2 separate regions of the Mus musculus genome follow, and region 2 is linked to region 1. Evidence: chromatin contacts called from public promoter capture Hi-C data. All regions are on one chromosome and are shown on one strand. The core of a region is the stretch at or near the end of the contact, and the rest is flanking DNA. Distances in the headings are between cores, read along the strand shown. Region 1 holds the start of Slc22a27 (solute carrier family 22, member 27). Region 2 holds the start of Chrm1 (cholinergic receptor, muscarinic 1, CNS).

Region 1 (3,538 bases), core at 708-3,207:
ATGGTGCATAAGGTGTGTGCTCCAGAAAAAACTACCATCAGTTTATTTTTTATGTTTCCTCTCTCTGTTCTTTCTGTGTGACCCTCTATAGCCCCTCCCTCTGTCCTCATGATCACTCAGTGCTGTCTCTCTTTCTGTCTGTCTGTCTGCCTGTATGCACATCCACTTTTCTAACTTTATTCTTACCCCAGGTCCTGACTCCCATCTCCTCCATCAATAAAGCTCTTTTGTACCAGATCTTTTGCATGCTCAATGTTTTTCAGGGGTTCATCTTGGTAGATCCTGACAAAGGTACCCCTGGCTGTATTATATTTCATAACAGTCAGGCAATAGAATCAAAGTTGGGCTCTCTTAAAATCTCTGCCAATGAAATTAGTCCCAAACCTTTGAATTTGGCCACTGGCAGATTTCTAGGACAAGGACAGGAAGCAGGCACATTCTCTGCAAAATATCACAAGAATGGTCACTATCCCAGTTGCCAATATTATTCCCTTCTGTAACTTCTTGAGCTGAGCCTCCATAGTCATCATTAATGTCAGCACTGTTGTCTTCCAAGCTTAAATATGAGCAAATACTAAGTGGAGCTTAGTAGATACTAAGAAATGATGTTGTACCACTTTCTAGTTCAAAGTACCCAAATTTTCCGTATTTTTCCAAAAACTGCATATCCAGCCCCATAACAGAAATAAAACACCCTCTGATACCAATTTTTGTTAAAATAAATTTTGTATCCCTGTGAAGAGAAACCAGAACAAGCACAACCTATAAAACAACATATTTAATTTAGGGCTTGTTTACAATGTCAGGGCATGAGTCCACGTTCATAAAAAGAGCTTGGCAACAATACTGGCAGGCAAAACACTGAAGTACTAGTGACAAGCTTATATTGTTATATGCAAGGTGGAGGCAAAGAGAGAGAAAAGCTAAGTAGTAATGGAATGCACATTTTAAACCTCTAAGCCTAGTCCTAGTGACAAATGTCTTTCACCAAGGCCACTCCTCTTACTTTCATCAACAATTTCCATACACTGAGAACCAAGCATTCAAACAAATGTGTCTGGGAGGAACATTCTTATTTGAAACAGCTTTTGTATGGTGTTTTGCATTAACTAATTTAACTTTAATTCTATTCCTTAACTCTTTTAGCAAGCTTTAATATTAAACACAATACATTGAATAAAAAACAAAATGGGTCACCTTGGAGCCTTTTAAATTGCATGTTCTGAAAGGCATAACATGTTATAGTTTAACTTTTTTGATTCCTGAGATTTGCAGATCAATGTCCATATTTGACCACGGAGCATTGTGTAAACAAAATACCTTTTAAAATAAATCTTTAACAAGTTCAATTGCTGAAATAGAAACAATGGTAGGAAGCTTGTTGATTTTAAAAGAAGCTAAAGAGAGAAAAGTTCATTACTAATGGCATGGACATTTTAAACTTTTGTTAGCTCACTAAAGGATAATTTTTCTATGACAGCAATGCAGAAGTTAGTAGGGACACATGAAGAACAGCTCAGGACTATTTAGGGTGTCTTTGTGAAATATAATTTTTAAATGCTTTGTACTAATACTTTTCTATAGTAAAGTATTATTTGTCCCTCTTTGTAGATAGCTATTCAGCTTCGATGGCCTTTCAAGAATTCCTGAATCAAGAGGGAAGCCTAGGGAGATTCTAGATCTTTCATATAATTTTTCATTTCCTCCTCAACGCTATTGTGACACCTCATATTGCAATGGAGAACTTTACTGCGGCCATTCCTAGTCATCGCTGCTGAATCCCCATCTTTGACAATGACACTGCCTCTGATAATGACAATAGGATCCTGAGCCAAGATGACCTCAGGATCTCTATTCCCCTGGACTCCGACCTGAGACTGGAGAAATGTCATCATTTTGTCCAACCACAGTGGCATCTTCATTTGAATAGCATGTTTTCCATGTGTGACAGAGCCAGACACTGAGCCCTGTGTGGATGGATGGGTGTGTTACAGGAGCAACTTCTTATCCACTGTGATCGAGGTAAGGCATTCCCCAAAATGATTTCATTGTGGGGTTTTACCAATAGTACAAATAGTGGATATTCAATTAGCTCAGTCTTCAACTTTAAGCCAACATTAATTACTGATATTTTAAATGTGAACATTTCTCATTCTTCTAATATTTTATTCTAAGGTTGACCACAGTTTATGAATTAATTTATTTATCAGTGTTTTCTAGAATCTAAGTATGTGGACCACCTGTGTGCTTGGTACACTAAGAGGTAAGAAGAGGGTGTTGTATCCTAGGAAACTGAAATTAGAGATGTTTGTGAGCCACTATGTATGTGCTGAGAACTGAATTCTGGTTCTTTGCAGCAGCAGTAAGTGCTCTCTATTGTTTAGGTATCTCTTCAACCTAAATCTCTTCAATGAATTATTAATTCATTTTTAGCAAATCCTTATGTGCCTTCTTGGACATGTTATGACAGGACAGTGTTATTCAGCCTCAATTTAAAATTTAAAAGAAATGGGTGATTATATAAAACCACAAGGTCAGCTAAGGCTATTGCTCAAAGGAAGAGTGATTATGTTTCATGTGTGTGACTCAGGATCCTTTATCAGCCTTGTCTAAGAAAAGATATTATATTTTACCTCTATAACAGGATAGAATGTTTCTCATTGTTAGAACACTGTATCACTTAGTTAAATACTCATTCTACCAAAAGTAACAAAAGAAAATAGGAAAAAAATAAGAGAGGGATGGAGAGAGAGGTGAGAGGCAGTCATTCAGGCTCTGTCAACAGCTAGTGAAATAATGTCAGAGTTTATATACTAGTATATAGGATCCCGAAAATTCCTTAAGTCAGATTGCATCAAGTATCTCTTCAATTAATTTGATATTTTATTTAATCATTTATTGATTTATTTATTGTTTTACACTCCAGATTTTATTCCCTTCCTCTCAGTCCACATCACATAAATTTTCCCTATGCTCCTGTCTCTAGGATGTCCCCACCCTCTACCTGCCACCTATCCAGACCTCTAAACTCTCTGGGGCTTCTAGTCTCTTGCAAGTTAGGTGCATCTTCTCAGACTAAGCCCAGACCCAGCAATCCTATGCTATATATGTGTGTTGGGGGCCTCATATCAGCTGTTGTATGCTGCATGGTTGGTGGTCCAGGATCTGAGAGATCTCTGGGGTCTAGGTTAATTAAGACTGCTGGTCCTCTTGCAGGGTCACCCTCTTCAGTTTCTCCCAGATTTTCCCTAATTCAACCACAGAAGTCAGCTGCTTCTGTACATTGGTTAGGTGCAAATATCTATATTTGACTCTTTCAACTGCTTCTTGGGTCTTTCAGAGGGCAGTCATGATTAGTCCCTTTTTGTGAGTGCTCCATAGTAATAGTGTCAGGCCTTGGGAACTCTCCTTGAGCTGGACCCCACTTTGGGCCTGTTGCTGGACCTTCCTCAGGCTCCTTTCCATTTCCATCCCTGTAATTCTTCCAGACAGAAACAGTTATGGGTCAGAGTTGTAACTGTGGTATGGGAACCTCTTC
Region 2 (3,750 bases), core at 143-2,642, 700 kb before region 1:
CCAATGGGATGAGCTGCAGATAGATGTGCACTGTAAGAAGAACTGAACCCCTCTCCACTGGCGCTAAGAACCTCTAAGGTGAAGAAATTTCCATGAGCCAACTGCCCCTTCTCCAGACACCTGTCTTAGAGGTGGCAACTCCAAGAGTCAGAGCCTCTGGATTTAACTCATCCTTACTGGAGTCAGGGAACATGTGTGTGCATCAGTACCCTTGTATTGCCCGAAACCTGCCTTCTGCAAGCCAAAGATACAAAAACACAGGGAGGGCCCTCTGGGTCCCCTCGCGTGCCAGGACCACATTGTCTGGGTGGTGTGGCTATCCATGTGCTTATCTGTCTCCAAAGAGCACTGGGGCTTTTTGCCTGGTCTCCTGCTGGCTTCTGGCCCAACACCCACCTTGGCATCCAGCTTGTCCATCTGGCCAGCAGCCTCATTCAATCCATCTTGGGGGGCTGAAGGTGGATAGGGGAGGTAGGATTCAGGGTTTCCTGAAGGAGGAGAGAAGGAGGCTCTGGGACTGGTGTCCCCAAAAGTATGTACATGGGGTCACTCTTCAACTAGGTGCTGGTAGCCAGGGCTGCCTCCTGCCCTTCCCCTTCTGCCTTTAGTGTGCTGGGGGATCTGCTAACCACACAGCCATCTAATCTCTTCTGAAGTCTAGGTTGAGTTTCCTAAGAAGGTCTTTACCTCTTCTGCCAGCTAAAGCACAGAAAAACATCAGATAAATCCACTGAGAAGCAGCAGACAGGGTGTTTGTAGCAGCCAATGCCCACTGCTAGAGAGCCCTCTTGGCCTCTAGACCCCTCCCTGGCCACCTCCCCTTTCAAGAATCCACCCCCATTCCTGTCTCATCCTTGTCCCTGCCCTGTCTCAGAGGACCCTGATGCTTCTGCACCCAGCTCAACACAGCCCCTCCCAAGCCCTTCCAAATGTACTCACCATGGGACCGGAGAGGGGTCTGTAGGGTCCTCAGCTTCAGTGCTTCTCCGGGGGCCTGCAGTGTCTCCTGGGACCCAAACACCTGGCTCCCGGGGGGAGCTGCGCCCTGTGCTGGCAGCCGGAGAGGCACAGCCAGTGATTGGCATGTCCCACCCCCTGGCACGCCAGCCTTGGGGGGGAGGGAGGAAGGGAAAGAGAGGGAGGGAGGAAAGGGAGGAAAGAAAGGGAGGGGGAGCAGGAGGGAAGCCTCAGGCAGCATCTGGGGTTGGACTAAGTCCTGGAGTGTGCCCCCCTTGTCCACAAGGGCACCCACTTTGAGCCTCGAGAGGGAGGAGGCAGGACATGAGGAAAGAGAGCCCAGGAAAGCTAAAAGTCCAAGAGGAGAGAGAAGGCGGATACAGGGAGACAAACACCCACACCCACTGCACACAGACTGGCGGCACACACACACACACACACACACACACACACACACACACACACACCCTCTCACAAAGGCACACTCTGTTTCCCGGGCACCTTCCCCCACCCAACCGGAAAGCCCCCAACTCCTGTGCACCATGTCCCAACACACATGCCCCGACACACATGCCCCATTATTCACATGCCTGCTTCCTTTGCATACCCTCCCCCCATGAACATGCCCACGCGCCCACCCACCCACCCACCCAGCCACACACCCTGCTCTTCCTCCCTGCTGTGAGGGAGCTAAATTCCTTCTGTTTGAAAATGACACATTGGGCCTCACGTGAGAGGTTCCAACTTGGACCAGACCCAGAGGGCTGGCTCACCCACCCTGGGACGGAGTGACATGCCCGCATGCTGGGCAGTGCACTCTGGTGTATGGAAAGGTCTGGTGTGAGGGTATATGTGTATCTGGTTTGTGGAGCACTGGAGAAACTGTGTTTGTTCCATATGCTGTTCAGGGTCCGGCATGTGTAGTATGACATGTGTGCTCATGTCATTATGCAGCCTACGTAAATCCAGGTGTGACCCTGCCAATCTGGAGCCAGAACGCATGTGGGAGCGTGTGTCTGTGCTCAGTGTATGTCTGAGTGTTGCCCAACTGTGGAATTGGCTAATTTTGACAAGTGAGGTAGCATCTACCTCCCTGACTGCTCCACCTCCAGCTTCCCCTTGGTAGACAGACAGACAGGCAGACAGACTGCTCTCCTCCCTGCTTGTCAAACTGTCTCCCCTGACTCCCACTTTAGGTTCACAGGTGTGTACCTGGGAAGTACGAGCCACTCCTCCTCTCAGCCTACGGTTTGACCCTCATCCCCCCTCCCCCCCAGGCTGGTTTGGATTTCTGTGTAGAGTCTCCTTGGAGATAGAGACAACCCCTGGGGGCTTTGTCATAGGGACCTGGGTCCAGCAATGCCCCAATAGAGACTTCCTGGAGAGCTGACCACCGAGGAGAATTGGAAACACTAAAAGCTCCTGTGTGTTTTGCCCCATGGGCTGTGATGAAGCCCTGGGAGGGAGGTGGGAAGGACCGAAATCAAGATTGCCTTTATGGAGGAGAGAAAGCTAAAGGTAGGTTCCAGGTGAGCTCTAAGCTCAGGGTTTTGGAGTCCGGGGCACACCCATTCTTCCTTCTCTCTTCATTTTCCTACCAATGTTGAGACTGGAGCTCAGTTGCCAAAGGAACCAGAAAAGGAAGAAATTGACGACGACTCTGGGGCTTGGGCCAGCAGATACGGGACACAGGTGGCAGGTACGTGTGGGGGCATCTGTACTCTTGAGGCTGCCAAGGGGTACCCAGTGCGCCTTCTCTCTGTGTTTGGTCATATACTACAGTTTGGGGCGGAGGGGGTGTCGGGGTCAGAGGATCTGAACAGCTCCTCCTCCCACCTTCGGTGGCATTAGACCCTTAGGGTTAGGTCAGAAAACAAGCAGTCTCTGTGGCAGGCTGCCCCCTACTGGGCCATCCTTAGGTTGCGGGCTGCATGTTGGGAGAGCCGTGGGGGTGCGTGTACTTGTGCGTGTACACGTGGTTTAGAGTGGGGGAGTTAGGCCTCCACATCCATTTCCGAGTCTGAATCAAGCTTCCTCTTTGCCCCCTTCCCCCATTCTTCTTGCTCTCCCTTTTCTCCCACCGCCTCTGCACATGTCCCTTTAGAAATAAAAACACTTATTTTGTGGGCGGGAGGGGAGGGTGTCCAGCTTTCCTCTGCCTCCTCCTGAGTGTCCTCATCTTTGGTCCGTGCAGCGTTCTGGAGTCTGTGCAGCTACAGAAGAAGGGGTCTATAGCCCCGTACCTCCTGTTGTATCACGCTTTTTGCATTCCCGCCTAGCTTGGCTAGGTCTCCTCATACCAGTTGGGGAAACTGAGGCACGAGGGAAGAAGGGAGGCAGCGCGGGGAGAAGAGCTCCCGCCCGGCTCGCTCGCCACCCCCGCACTCGCGCCGGATTTAGCCGCAGGGAGGCTGGGAACATTGTCTTTATTTTAAGCCGCCGAGTGCGGCACGAACGCGGCTGCTCCCGACAAAGGGCTTCGCTAAGCGGCTGCAGGCGGCGCACGTGGGGGTCCGGCCCGGCCCCCACGTGACCCCCCTCTCTGCTGCCCAGACCCTCTTCAGCATTTTTCCCCTCTGTTCAGGTGGGGGCGGGTCTACACAGGACTCGGGGTCTGCGCTCCTGCTGGTTGCTATTTTTGATCAGCATTGGATGACTCGGCCCAATCATAAATGCTTCTAAGTAGGAAAAGAAAGAAAGAAAGAAAGGAAAAAAAGAAAGAAAGAAAGAAAGAAAAAAGAAAAAGAGCGAAGTTGTCCTGGGTTCGAATCCAACCGTAGGTTGGTTCATTCG

Evidence for each region. Promoter capture Hi-C pulls out the DNA fragments that hold promoters and counts their contacts.
Region 2: a promoter capture Hi-C map of liver shows a contact between it and region 1, with 2.7 times the contacts expected there. The contact joins the promoter of Chrm1 here to the promoter of Slc22a27 in region 1. A contact is called at or near these places in 4 of 39 promoter capture datasets (the C10 cell line, liver and stem cell-derived epiblast-like cells) and 1 of 9 other capture datasets (liver).

What each region holds. Positions count from the first base shown.
Region 1 is chr19:7,964,446-7,967,983 of GRCm38.p6, reverse strand. Slc22a27 (solute carrier family 22, member 27) reads left to right here and starts at 1,957. Exons shown (of 11, transcript NM_134256.1): 1 at 1,957-2,022.
Region 2 is chr19:8,661,647-8,665,396 of GRCm38.p6, reverse strand. Chrm1 (cholinergic receptor, muscarinic 1, CNS) reads right to left here and starts at 1,392. Exons shown (of 3, transcript NM_001112697.1): 1 at 940-1,392; 2 at 397-488. It overlaps 9830166K06Rik (RIKEN cDNA 9830166K06 gene), which reads left to right and starts at 2,062. Exons shown (of 3, transcript NR_045314.1): 1 at 2,062-2,656.